Regions from separate parts of the Rattus norvegicus genome. Here all the other regions are linked to region 1. The links are chromatin contacts, called in public Hi-C maps. All regions are on one chromosome and are shown on one strand. The core of a region is the stretch at or near the end of the contact, and the rest is flanking DNA. Distances in the headings are between cores, read along the strand shown.

Region 1 (5,022 bases), core at 1,293-3,792:
CAAAACACATTTTAAAAATATCTAACAGGACTGGAAAAATGGCTGGGTTTTAAGAGCATGGTTGCTCTTGCAGAGGACCAGAGTTCAATTCCTAGCATTGGTATACAACTGACATCAGCCTACAGACACCTATCTGTAACTCCAGCTCCTAAGAATCCAGAACCTTCTTCAGGCCTGAGAGCACTGTATGCACATGGTACACATACATACATGCAGGCAAAACACATAGAAAATAAGCTTTATAAGAGATTTTTTAACTAAAATAAAATTTAGTGCACACATATATAAACATAGCAGGCACAGTGACAGAAGCCTATAACCCTCATGAAGATATAACTCTGCACACATCCCGACAAGTCTCAACAACAACAAAAAACAAAAACAAAAAGAAGGAAAAGAAAGAATACACACGCAGTATAATATTCTTTCATTAATGGAGACAACTAAGCCAAATAGCCTTAACATAAACTTGCTGTTTTTAAAACTGAAATCTACTACCAATGCACATTAATATGAACTTCGGGGGGTGGGGCAAATTATTTAGCATCAAACAGGAACTCAAAAATTTTTTAAGAAAAGAAGCTCCTAATTACTGAATTATAATCATCATACTAGTTGGTCCTATTACTGAATCATAAAATGCTGCTTTTAACTGAGAAGTTATTTCCATTGAGTCTCTCACCTCTCCACATTCATTTGGGATATTAACCTCCTTAAAGGGCACATGCTTGAGTACATATATCCATGTCAAACTCAAGTGACATAAGACCAAGAGCAAATGAATTGACCTGTGTGACCTTCAGTAGTCATCTAAATGAAACTAATGATGTTTGTCCACTTCAGAGATAATTAAGATCCAATGGAAGACTGCCACAAGTTACAGGCTATCCTGGACTACTACTAAGTTCCAGGCTAGCCTGGAGGACTATGATGAGAAACCCTATCTCAAGTTAAGCAAATAAATATAAATAAAAATCCCATGGTTACCTAAAAAACATTTCAATATGTTCGATAAAGTAACTTTTTAAAAAAAGAATGAAAGAATTACATTACTTTGTATTGTGGAGTGGTTTAAATTTTGAAGAATTTTTAATGGCTGCCTAAATTATTTAAAATTTATTCTTAGTTAGGGGCATTTCTCAGTATCGAAGCACTTACCTAGCATTTAGTTATGCCCAATGCTCCATCCCCAGAACCACTAAATAAGTAAACAGCCGCTGAGTATTTATGAGAGAACTGCCAGAGAATGGCATTACATCTCGGACTTTAAAAAAAAAAAAAAAAAGATCACAAAGAACTAAAGTTACAGTGACTGAGTGCTCCATCAATATTCCCACAGGGTTCACTTCCCAGCACAGCCGCACACAGTGAAGTGGGGGCGGGAGTGGAAGGGATTGGGGTGGGGGGGTAGATGAAGAGAACCAGGAGATTGGGAGACAGAGAAGAGAGGGGCTCCTGTGCATGTGCACACTATCAGGCCAGAAGAGGTTGCAAGGTAGAGCGACTTAAAAGCATCAAGTTCCATTTGGAAGTTAATGGTAGGATGCATCTGGAAGCGGCCAGAAACTAGGGGCAGATACAGTAGGAAAAAAATTTAAAGGGGGTTAAGTTAGAAACGTAAACGTAGAAGTCATTCATTTGAAAGCAAATAACTTGAATTATTAAGGTGGAATTAAGATGTGAGAAACAACCAAACATTACCTGTAACTACCAAAGATAGATGCATTAAAGACTCAACTCTGGTGCCATCTTCAAATATCGTGTTTAATAGAATATAATAAAGGGCATGGTCCTCAAAGGAAAGACAATTTAAGTGCCTTGCTACAGTTAAGGCCCGTTACTTCATTTAATATCCCTCAATTAATTTGAACTAGCAGAAACTTGAGTTAGCTTAAATAAAATGTTCCCTGAGCTCCTCCACTCTTCAGTACTTAGAACCCCTACAACCTCTCGCCACACACACTGATGGGAACCTCACATGGTTTTAGACAACCTCGGTCTAGCCTTACCACCGGCTCCCTTTCCATCTCTTGAAGTCCTTGCAGCTTCTTGAGCACACAGTCCTCACCGAGCAGACTCGTCCCTATCCCAGGGTCACAGGTTGGGCCAGAGCTCCAGAGAAGACCACGAAAGGACTGGCCGCCAGCCTGGTCCCCAAGGCACTTGGCCCGCCAGTCTGGAGCTCGCAGGCACACTGACACACCCCTCCTCTCAGGACCTTTTCCTCCTCCACCCAGAACGTTCCAGCACGTCCAAGCCAGAGGTACAAGGCGCCCATTCATCTGCTCCCTCTGAACTAGTGCTGCAGCCCTCTGCTGCGGTCCCGGTGGCCCAGGCACCTTGTACCTCAACCGCCCCACGCCATCCCAGCCCCGGCCTCGGCGTCTCGCCAGCGCCTGGTCAGTGCCCTCCGCTCACCCGCCGTGCGGCTCGGCCAGCTGCCCGCACTGGAGCTCCAGGCTCCGCGACGCCGGGCGACCCAGGCTGCTGAGCCCGCCGGCTCCGCCGCGCCCGCTGACCCGCAGCGCTGCCGGCTCCCGCGGGCTCTGTCTCCCGGACCGCCTCTCTGAGGCCCAGGCGTTTCCGGGTTCCCGCGGTCCGGTCCGCCAAAGGATCCGGCTTCCGCCTCGGCCCCGGCAAACGCCGTTCCCTGTTCGGCTCCGGTGGCCCCAGCTTCACGCTTGCCGGCCGCGTCTCTGAGGCGACCCCAATGGGGCTGTTCCTCGCGCAGCTCCCGTGACGGTCTCACGGTCGCCCGAGAGTGTGGTGGGAAGGTGTCTCTCACCCCCCAATCCTGCAGCAGAAAGTGGCAGGATGAACCGTCACTTAAGGAAGGGCAAAGTCCTTTGGGCCAAAGAACTCTTGATAGAGAACCCGGAGGCGGATCTTGGCTCCTGAAAATGACCACCGATGAGTTGAAAACAAGATTATCCCTGGTGCAGGTTACCAACCTTAGTCTAGGAGCCAGCTGGTTCAGTTAGGAATGACCCCTGCCCCCACCCTGATAAAGTGTCAGGAACGCAAAATGGGCTTAGTGTCACTAAACAGGGGAAAGGTGCAGAGAGAAGGAGAGTGATTAACCTCTTCCTGTCTGCAAGGATCTCATGCATATTACATTTCAGTCTAATAATGTATTCGAAAAGCTCCCAACCACTGTAGTCATTGCTGGCTGTGGACAGACTGAAATGTAATATTCTGGACCGGTTTGATCATCGGATACTGCAGATTTATTATCCCGTCCCTGTGAACACAATGGCCCTAGAATTAAGCTTATGCTTCTTCGTGTTGCAAATGACTAAACCATGCCTTAGGGAAGCATCGTTAGAAAAACAACAGAGAAAAATAAAATTAGATGACTTAGCAATTGATGCCTTGCTTTAAATTTTTGTGTAATCCGGGCTTCAGAAAACTTCTGGATGATGGCATGTAAATTAGATCTTGATATTTGCTAGGGACCCCCAAAGATTCATCATGCCATAAAAGTTTGGTTGACAGCTAATGGGCTTTGGTGTTGGGGGAAGCGAATGGACAGTGAAGGCTCTGACCTAAGCCACTGATGTATTAAATCTTTGAGGGTATTACTGGGAGATGGCATAAATTGTGGAATAGTCCTATCTGGAAGAAGTGGATCGCTGAGCGTGTGTCTTTCCCTGGCCTTTCCTCAGGTTCTCTTTGCAGCCTGTATGCTTTTTTTGTAAACCGACCCAGTACATAAATTCCAACCAGAGTCCTAGAAGCAATGCGACCAAGTGACCATGAACCAAAGTATATGAAACCATGAACCCAAATAAGTCCTCCTTCCTATGTTATTTTCTCAGGCATTTTGTCGAGGCAGCAAGGAGAAATTAATAATTACAATACTTCTTAATTGTTTTTGTTTAAGCCTTCTTAATTGTTTTGTTTAAGCTCCAGGCTGACATTGAAGGTCTCGATCTCTTGGCAGCCATCCTGTCTCACCCACTCTGTGCTAGCTAGGATCAAAGGCTCCAGCAGTCAGATCTATTATTGAAAAACTGACGCCAAGCCTTTGTACCTCATGTACTTCCCACTGAGCCCTTTTTCCATTTTTTAAAAGAGAAACTTAATGTCGGCATTCCTTCTAAGCTCCACCAAACAGTTACCTGAATGTCTCCAGGTAGGCCAGGCTTAATATAAAAGGGGCTGTCTGGCCCCTTCTAGCTCTCTTACTCTCTCTGCCTTCTCTCTCTGACCCCTTACTCCTTCTCTCCCCTTCCCTCCCCCCTCTCTCCACCTGTTCCTGGCCCAACCCCACCCCTCCCCCTCTCAACCTCTCTCCCACTCCCTGTCTCTACTCAACTCCCCTTCCCATGTCTCTAAATAAACTCTATTCTATACCTGGTACCTGGGTACCTGGGGTGGGAGTTGGAGTGGGGTGCCTCAGCATGGGCCCTCCAAGACACTCCTCCCTTATCTCACCATTCCTGACTCTATGAACATATCCTTGGCTCTTTTTTTTTTTTTTTTTTTGGTTCTTTTTTTTTCCGGAGCTGGGGACCGAACCCAGGGCCTTGCGCTTCCTAGGTAAGCGCTCTACCACTGAGCTAAATCCCCAGCCCCGGCTCTTTTTTTTATATAAAACACAACACTTAATATCTCTCTTTTTTTTTTTTTTTTTGGTTCTTTTTTTCGGAGCTGGGGACCGAACCCAGGGCCTTGCGCTTCCTAGGTAAGCGCTCTACCACTGAGCTAAATCCCCAGCCCAACACTTAATATCTCTTGTACATGCTAATTACACCTTGGCACTACTGTGAAGTGTTTTTATGTGTTTGTGTGTGTGTGTGTGTGTGTGTGTGTGTGTGTGTGTGTGTGTGTCCCTTCAGTGCGTGTGCATACAGATACCCAGAAAACAGTCAACAGTCAACACTCCATCAATGTATGATTGTAAAGGAACGAGAACATTAAAAATATATTAGCAAGAAAAATATACCTTATAACCTAAGTTCTTTTCTGTTGTTGTTTTATTTTGGTTTAAAGACAAGGTCTCCTTATATAGTCCAGGCT
Region 2 (4,666 bases), core at 1,424-3,923, 130 kb after region 1:
TTCTCCTGGCTAGCTCTAATCTGACTAAGCTCTGGGATTCTGAGTCTGAAAGGATCCTAATAATCTAGTCACCTCAGATTTCCTATTTTCAGAATTCATGTGGCAGACTCCTTCAAACCCTTCTGCTTCACCCCAATTCCTTCACCAGCTAAGACATTAAAGATAACCTCAGAGGGAACCAACAGCATCTGTGTCACATTAAGAAATGAAAACCAGTCACTTCCCTTGGATGTGACAAAGAGTGCATCCAAATTTAAATTCTTCTCTTCTCTCCCTGCAACTTCAGTCTGTCTGCAGTTTGTGGTTACTGGTCTGCAGGCTGTTGTTTGTCCCTAACAAAGGGCTTTGCTCTGTGTTTATTGAACGGTGCAGAACACATGGCATGTGAAAGGGAGGAAGGCTTCTCTATGCAAATCTTTGACAGAGTTTTACAGGGGAAGAGGTCATGTTACTGACACGACTGACCCAGAAACCCTCGGAACTACAAACACACGTCTATCAAGCTTTCTCCATGCTGTTTGCAACATTTATGGTGGACATTTTTTAACGTCGCTTTCGACTTACTCTTTACTTTCAGCAAGCGATTACCATAACACATACATGCATAATGCATGTATACGTACATATATACATACATAGACATACATGCATAGATACATGCATGCATACATACACATATAATGTTGGATCAGGGGCCTGGAAGAGTCTGTAATTTAAGATTAAAGCTATGTAGGGCTGGAGCGATACTCCAGTTAAGAACACTTGTTCTTGCAGAGGACCTGGGTTTAGTTCCCAGTAACCCATACGGCAGGTAATAACCATCTGCGACTTCAGTTTCATGGGATCTGACACTCTCTGTGGGTTGACATGGGCACATAGTGCACATACATGCATGCAAGCAAAATATTCATGTGCACAAAATAAAATAAGTAAAAACTTTTACATAGGTTAAAGCTATCCCTTAACTTAGGCTGTAAAAGCTGATTGCATGGGGTTGGGGATTTAGCTCAGTGATAGAGTGCTTGCCTAGCAAGCGCAAGGCTCTGGGTTCGGTCCCTAGCTCTGGAAAAAAAAAAAGAAAAGAAAAAGCTGATTGCATGCACAATTGAAGGCATAATGAGGTTGGTTACACTGTTCTCCCAAAGGCCACTTAAACCTAAGCGGCCGAGCATAGAGCAGGACAGCTGGATAAGTATGTCATCTTGAACACTCAAGGCGTCTTATTATCACGGTGGTAAGATCTGGAAAATTAACTTATTTTTGATGCAAGAGATAGTTTCATAAAAACGTGTCACTGCAATTTCCTTTGGCTCTGTTCAAGCCGTTATAACAAAATGCCACATATTATATACCTTACAGTTGTGAGGCCTTACAGTTGTAAACCACGCTCAAGGGTCCTGAAGCTTGATGTCTAATGAGGCTTTATTTCCTGCTGCATAGATGATGCCTTTCTCTCTCACGGTAGAAGTCAGCAAGTTCCGGAAGCTTCTTCACTGAGGGCACTAATTCTGGAGCAACTCTGAGCAAGACGGACCTTACACCACGCCATCTGTGATACACTCGTGACTTAGACATGTGGGCTGTCGGATTGTAGACGTCTTCTTTTTTCGTTTTTGTTTTATCCACAATGCATTCACGAAGTTTTACTTTTTGTTGCTCATATGGTATGTGGATTAAGGTTTCACTATGACAACGTTTTTGACTTCCATGAACTTCACTCTCAGTAATTTTAGCAACCACGGACAAGTATGTAAGTAACATGGACTTGCATATCAGGCCGTTTGGGATATATACTTATTACATATCCAATGCGTATACTTTTTGCATTACTGAGCGGTATGAGGCTAAACAGTCTGGCAGTTCTACAGTATATCGTGAATGGGGTTGTGCTTGAACATGGTGCTATCCATTAAGGTATTGTTTCCCTGTTTTCTAGATGTTCCTGTTCCCAGTCCTCTAAATTATATAAGCATTGACTCACCTTAAGTAATGTTGATATGACTCCCTGCCCCTGGTACTGAATTGATCATTCATTGTCCATATGCAGAGGACTGTGAACCCCAAGTTTGCTGCCTCTGCTCCCACTGCCCCAATGGACCAATATTAGCTGATGATCCTTGAGGACAGGGGGAGATATGGTGAAAAAAATCTATGCATAGGTTATCTTAACTTGTTACGACTTAATCTGTATTTGATCCATATCTTGTTTAGAATATGTATGTGTAAATGCTATTTTTTTTGAAAGGAAATGGCAGAGTATCTGCATGTGACAGCAGGTTCGGAGGGGTGTAGAGAAGTGCCGTGGGGAGGGACGACGGACCGACGGACGATTCCAGATACAAATGGGGGATGAGAATAAAGTATGAAAAAAAAAAAAATACGTGCAAACATGTAGACGTCTTCTTGAGTCCGTGTTTCAGGGGGCTTCTCTGCTCCTCCCCAGGACCTTCTCTGTCGCTCTGGGGAGTTGTGCAGAATACAGCCCTTTGTCTTATTGGCAACACATTAGGGACTGTGGTTTAGGGGAATGGAGGAATAAAATCGCCGCAAGCACCCGCCTCGCCATTCAAGGATCAGAAGCGAAACTGAGCTGCCATAAAAGGAAGAACTTGCTCTCACTTGGAGGCGGGCATTCGAAACCCAGTATCCTGGTGTCTGCTGCCACCGTGTGGACGTTTGCATTTGCCTTCCATCTTGGGTTTCCTTATAAGGCAATCTTGGACTTCCCTATACCCAAAGAAAGAGTAGGTCAAATACAAAGAATTTAAACCTTGCTTATCCCCTAAATCCCTCTAGGTTCCCTGTGCTCTCAGGGTCACATATGTCCACTGTTAAATGCATTTTCCCCTTGGTGGTGTGCTAGCCTGAAGCGGGACTAAATGCACACTAAATCCCTGCCTTTTAGAGCTTTTGAAAACCAGCTTGAGGCATGGAAGCCTCCAGAGAACGCGCTGTCCTTCCTGACCCCTGATATTCATGGCTCCTGTAATCCCATTTCTCCTTACCTTGAATGTGGAAGGCACCTAGGACTGGTTCACCATTAGGACAGCAGACAGGATGGCTTGCTATGTCTATGATTTCGTTCTGTGGTGTATTTATAATGTCCAGGCTGTCTCAGTCGCTTTCTGAGCTTGCATACGTGAATAAGTAGCCACACTATGAGGTACAGCGAAAAGGAGCTGAGTGTGGTGATGGATGTCAGACTGCAAGAAACGGCGCCATTGGTGTAGCAGGACATGCGCGGTCCTATTTCACTAAACCTTATAAACTCGGAAGCAGATCACTCTCCAGTTGAGATCCTAGCCCTGGACGCCTAGATTTTGACCTCTCAGAGACGTAAAAACCAGAGGGCTGCATGAAAATGTGCCCAGATCTTGTTAAGGAGGAAACATGTGCTAGTTTCTACTGGCAGGTATATGAGGGCCTTTACTATCAACAGAGAACCCCCCTATGGTTTTCTTCATGACTTCCCTGTCCACGGGACTGCATCACACATCCTGACAGTATGTATTCTTGTTTGCTCTGGTGCTGTGATAAACACCAAGACCAAAAGCAGCTAGAGGGAGACAGGACTTGTTTGACTTACATGTTCTGATTACACACAGTCTGTTGTAAAGAGAAGTCAGGGCAAGAGCGGAAACAGGAACTGAAGCAGAAACCAGGGAAACTTCCCAAAGTGATCAGAAGGAGCACTGCTTAGAAGTCTGCTCCTCATGGCTCACTCAGCCTGCTTCCCTCCCTCCCTCCCTCCCTCTCTCCTTCCCTTCCTCCCTGCTCCTCCTCCTCTTCTTTGTTTGTTTGTTTGTTTCGAGACAGGTTTCTCTGTGTCACCCTCGCTGTGTTAGACCTCATTCTGTACATCAGGTTGGCCTAGAACTACCTCTCTTTACCCCCCCAGTGCTGGGATTAAAGGCATGTGTCCCCTTGCCTAACTCTCAGCCTGCTTTCTTATATACCCCAAGACCACTGCCCATAATGATCTGAGTCCTCCGACATCAATTATTAACCAATGAAATACCCCACGGATATGTGCACAGGACAGCCTGATGGAGGCAATAGGAGTTGAGGGTGCCTCTTCCCAGATGACCCTACCTGTGTTAAGCTGACTGAAAATTTACCGGCTCAGTTAAATTTTGAAAATCAATACAATCAACAAATAACCATTTGGCTTAGAACTGTTCCTCCCTCCTCTCAAGACTCTGACACTGCTGGCTCCTTTAAGGCGGGTTCTCTGTCAGGAGGTATCCTGGCTCCTTGACAGAGACCTCAGGGGCCTGCATCTGCAATTTAGCAACTAAATTTAGACAGGCTGAAATCCAGTTAGGCAGTTGGCTAGGCTAAACCTGAAGCTGAGACCTCAGACATCATCACAGACCTCAGCAGCGTCCCAGAGGCGATGTTCTTATGGAGCACCTGGGTGATAATATCACAGTGGCAAAAAGCTGGGGACGGGAGTGCCACAGACAATCTGTTTAATTGCAGATAAAACCAGGAGCCTCAAAAAATCTTACCAAATGACGTACATTGGAGAGCCAGTTGGTTATTTCAATAGCATGCTTCTGTCAGATCATTCTGATAAATGTAAGGAGATTCGCTCTGAATGATTTAGTTAATTATGAATTAGCTTCCAGTAAAGAACATGTGGCAGATGACTCTGTAGGTGAAG
Region 3 (4,901 bases), core at 1,496-3,995, 180 kb before region 1:
TTTACAACACGGAAGATTTGGAATAAATGCTTTTTCTTATAGCTTCAAGTTTTATGATTGTTTCAGTTAATTTTTAGAAAGATAGCTGTGACTTTTTCTTCCCCTTTTTTTTTTTTTGTACAAAATAACAACTAATGATTAAGACACCTCAAATTCTTTTCCTTGCCTTAGGAACGAACACTTTCTCCTGACAGATCTCCTTTTAAGCCCAATCATAGATCTTTGCAGAGAAGTCTACTTATACCATAAGTCAGACATCATGTGTTATTAACTATCTTTCTAAAATAATCACAATTCATTTAAAGTTATTTCTGAACTGACAAAAGGTCTATAATACAATGCATTACTCTGTCAAATTCTTTATAAACGAAAATTGCAGTTTAAGAAAAGTTACTTTAAAAAGGCATCAGGGGCTGGAAATGAACCTTGGGGGTAACATACCTGGCCAGAATGCTTGAGGCAGTGGGCTAGCACTCCAGTACCAGGGGCAAAATAAGGAAGCAGTCAGTCAAACAGCTCGCAAAAGCAATGAAACACTACTTCTTCTCGATGTTCTGTCATTGTGGGATGGTAGAGGGGTTCTTAGAAGTTTAAGATATCCATTTCCCAGGAGGCTTGGGTATGTTTTGCTGGGTTTTTTTTTTCTTTCTTTTTTTCGGAGCTGGGGACCAAACCCAGGGCCTTTCGCCTGCTAGGCAAGCGCTCTACCACTGAGCTAAATCCCCAACCCTGCTGGGGTTTTGTTACTCGTGTTTTGTTTGTTTTCTGGTAGTGGGAATTGGGACTCAAGCAACTTAACCTAATCAAGCACTTATACCACTGAACTAGGCTACAGTTCTATTTCCCTAGGGAAAAGGGGCTAATCAGGACATCTGAAATTCCTAGACTAAGCATTTCCCGGCTCCTGCACAACTGGTGATTAAACCCAGGGCCTTGGACATGCAAGGCAAGCCTCCAACATTTTCTACAGTTACATAGGTATTTATTAAGACAATAAGGAGTAACCAAGTATAGTAACACATGCCTGTAATCTCATCACCTTGTGGGGGGTGTGGAACAGGAGGAGGATGAGTTCAACATCAGTGTGCATTTATAAGGAGACCTTGTTTTAAAAACAGAACAAAAAACAACCCGGAGGTAATACTGGCTACAACTAAACAAGCAGGTTTATGGTTTATATTTTAAAAGGGAGAAAACTGAACCTCAAAAGACCCAAAGAGCACTCCCTAGAAGCCAAAGAACTTATATCTGAATCCAGGTCTGAATGGAGGTTTAAGGGAGACATACCCTGCTGTCTTGGTATCTGCTGTGTGGACTCCACCTCTGATCTTCTCGGGTGTAAAGGTTATCTCTGTTGAGCCGATCTCTGCTCCCTCCAGGTGTCCGTCACACAAATCCCGAACCATTTCCAGTCCAGATAAATGCTGAGGCCTTCAGGTCATAATACTGCGTCAAAACGTGTCTGATCAGACTGCCTATACCCCACTCTATGACACAATTACAAAAGCAATGGCCAGAGAGCAAGGTGATGTCTCCCACGGCAGAACTTTGTCTTGGGTTTTTAATGCACTTGGACTCACTGCTTAGAGGCAACTTCTCAAAGCTTTCAAGACTGGTTATTTGGGTTACAGTGGTAAACTGTTGCTGGAGAGATGGCTCAGTGAGTAAGAGCACTGGCTGTTCTTCCAGAGACTAGGATTCAGTTTCTAGAACCCACACAGCAGTTCACAACTATCTGTGACTCCTGGTCCAGAGGATCGGACACCCTCATACAGATATACATGCAGGCAAAACACCAATGTACATAAAAAATAAAGATTTTTTAAAAGGTAGTCTAAAACTACCCAAAAGCCACCGATCTTGCTTGAATTTCACTCAATAACCAAGCTGTGACACCTGTGCAGCCTGAATTATGTTCGCTTCATCCCCTAAATCCCCATGTTGAGGCCTCTACCCACACAAAATGTGCCCATTTAAATAGGCCCGTTAAAGGTACAATTAACTTAAAGGGAGGCTATTAGGGTGTGCGGTGATACAATTTGACTGCTGTTCTTATGAAAAGGGAGACTGAGAACGGAGGGATAGGGATGTAGTTCAGTGGGTAGAGCGCGTGCACAGCATGGAGGAGGCCTTAGGTTTCATCTCCAGAACCACACAAACTGGACATGGTGGCACACAGTTGTAATTCTAGCATCTGAGAGGTGGAGGAATCAAAAGTTCAAGGTTAGTCTTCCTAGCTAAGGAGTTCGAGATTACCATGGACTAGATGATATCTTGCAATAACAACAACAACAATGAACATACCAGTGGCAAGACGCACCGACAAACTACCCTATTTCAACCGGTCCTAAGAACAACTTGCGGCCTGCCCTATGGACAGAAAAGGAGGGCGAAGGCTGCACTCTGAATGCTGCCCGGGGCCTCCTCCGCCCCACAACCCAGGCTCCGATCTCGGTACCCCCATACCCTCTACCCAAACTCCCCCCCGGCCCGCGATACCTGAGGCCGGGCGTGCTGCGGCCTGCCCGGATCTTCTGCACGCGCAAGGGGAGACCCAGGAGGCAGCTCAGGGCGGTGGAGACCCTGAGGATCTGGCCGCCCTGCAGAGCACCGGGGTGAAGAAACAAGAGAGGTTAAATAGAGGCCCCGCCACAGCTCGCCCGGGCCCCACACAGCCTCGCACTCACCCCTTCCATGATCCCGCCGTCCACCTCCACCCGCTGCCCCTCCATTGCCGGCGCGTCTGAGCCTGGCCTGCAGTAGCCACGCCCCTGCTGCAACGGGAAAAAGACCAGGCGCCGGCAAGCCCGCAGTCCCGACACTGCTCTTCCGGGCCGAGTTCGCCGGAAGGAGAAAGTACTAGAGCCTCCCGGGAAACTGTAGCTGTGGGAACGAATTCCTATGTGGACGGGCCCCAGCTGTACGCATGCGCTCCGCCCAGCGCTCAAGGAGGCTGCGCAGGCGATAGCTACCTGTATTCTACCCAAACTAGCAGGGAACTGGCCTGGCCACAAGGGGGTGACACAGCCAAACCTTCAGGCTCCAGAAGCTCTTTTCCCAACAGGTATATTCTTCAGTTTTCCCTCGGGCAGGTATTTTATCTCCACAATCACGTGTAGCTCTGCTTTCTCCAGCATCCTCGGGTACCTCGAAGACTGGGAAATGAGTCTGAATTGTGTGATGAAACATCACTGTCGCCTAATCTCGATACTGTATTAACACAATATTCCGGAAGCACATAGATTACTTAAACCAATCTGGAACGTGCCCCAAGATACTAATCAGGGAAGTTCTCATAGTTGAGATTTGGAATGCTAGCTATGGTTGTATGGTTATTTGAAATGTTACCGTCAGAACCTGGCCTCTGGCAGCCATAATAAAGTAGATTTAGCCAACGTCTTCTCAGTAGCCAATCCAAGAAATAGATAATAGTGAAAAGCAGAAAGAAGAGATGTGTTGTGTGGTTCCATTGGGAAGAGAAGGAAATAAACCTAGTCTATCTTCAGGGTCCTGATGCACAAGTAAGTCAAAGGTCCTAATCTAGGTGTGGTCCAGGCCAAAACAGACCTGTCATTGACTCAATTTCTTCTGCAAAGTGGTCTAACAGCTTTCAGAACTGTAAAAATCTCTTCCTGGAAGACAAACTTGCCCTCTGCCTGGCTCAGGAACCCCAGCTTTTCCTCAACATGAGATTCAGAGAAACATCATTGTCTCATGGTCTGCTAACTAAAGGGAGAGGCACAAGCCCCGTACAGTATACAGAAGATGAATTAGAGGCCTAAGAGCCTAAGAAAAGGAGATACCCGTGATGTAATTTTACAGACAGGAAATAATGAGACATTGAAGCAAGGCTGCTGTGGGACTGAATATAAATGTTGTGCTTTTTAAACATTATTTAAGTATCATTTTTGTGTGGGCATATTGTCTACACGAACATCTGTGCACAGGCCACAGAGGCCTAAAGAGGGTATTGACATCCCTGTGACTGGAATCACAGGATTGTGAGCCACCAAGTAGGTATTGAGAACTCAGCCTGGGTCCTATGGGGAGCTGCCATCCTCCCTGTGGCGCCTTGATTATCATCCACATTAGAATCCTATTGCATAAATGTAGCAGCCTCTGAAGAAAGCTTTTCCTTTTCATCTTTACTTATCACAGTGCCGGAGACTGATGTGAGGTTTGATGCATGCCAAGTAAACACAGTACCAAACTGCTACAGTCTCAGGCCAGCCTACACTTTCGTTTTCTGTCTTAGGGTTTACTGCTGTGAACAGACACCATGACCAAGGCAAGTCTTATAAAGGACAACATTTGACTGGGGCTGGCTTGCAGGTTCAGAGGTTCAGTCCATTGTCATCAAGGTGAGAGCACCTAGGCAGGCATGGTGCAGGAGGAACTGAATATCCTACATCTCCATCCAAAGGAAGCCAGGAGCAGACTGAGCATCCTCAGGCAGCTAGGAGGAGGGTCTCCAAGCCCACCCCACAGTGACACACCTACTCCAAGGCCAACCTTCTAATAGTGCCACTCCCTGGGATGAGCATAGGTAAACCATCACACTTTCTAATGCCGAACTCCTGCTGTAAATTTGGTGGTAGAAGGAAGTGGACAAATAGAAGTATGATGTAGAAACTAGCCCAAAAACTGTAAGTGATATTGTAAACCACATTGCAGGAGTGGTGCAGGTTACAGAGACACTTGGAACTGGGATTTTCCCAGGAATTCCTCTCAGGTTGGAAGAATGAAAGAAAGAAAATGTGTCTTCACAAAAGTTTGTCTAAAGTCTCAAAAGCAGTATTATTTACGAAAGTTCCAGAGCAGAAATAACACCTATGTCATAAAAAGTTAACAACAAAAGCCCTACAAGATCATCGAAGTTAGAACTTTCAGGTTATTGTGTG

What was found. A called contact is a pair of places that touch in the nucleus more often than the background predicts.
Region 2: a contact with region 1 is called in a Hi-C map of psoas muscle, with 2.9 times the contacts expected there. The contact joins the enhancer-like site here to the promoter of Slc35a3 in region 1. A contact is called at or near these places in 3 of 12 Hi-C or Micro-C datasets (frontal cortex, mammary epithelial cells and psoas muscle).
Region 3: a Hi-C map of mammary epithelial cells shows a contact between it and region 1, with 3 times the contacts expected there. The contact joins the promoter of Rtca here to the promoter of Slc35a3 in region 1. A contact is called at or near these places in 2 of 12 Hi-C or Micro-C datasets (frontal cortex and mammary epithelial cells).

Annotation. Positions count from the first base shown.
Region 1 is chr2:207,341,675-207,346,696 of GRCr8, forward strand. It overlaps Slc35a3 (solute carrier family 35 member A3), which reads right to left and starts at 2,543. Exons shown (of 8, transcript NM_001012082.1): 1 at 2,419-2,543.
Region 2 is chr2:207,473,473-207,478,138 of GRCr8, forward strand. LOC120100926 (a long non-coding RNA gene) reads left to right here. Exons shown (of 3, transcript XR_005501230.2): 3 at 1,441-2,892. Among named protein-coding and RNA genes, the nearest start is that of Agl, 30 kb to the left of the region's middle. Within about 2 kb of position 2,674, at least 21 of the 93 cell types and tissues checked have an H3K27ac peak or open chromatin away from gene starts, as enhancers often do.
Region 3 is chr2:207,158,621-207,163,521 of GRCr8, forward strand. It overlaps Rtca (RNA 3'-terminal phosphate cyclase), which reads right to left and starts at 2,746. Exons shown (of 11, transcript NM_001004227.1): 1 at 2,688-2,746; 2 at 2,500-2,600; 3 at 1,288-1,431. The coding sequence starts at 2,732.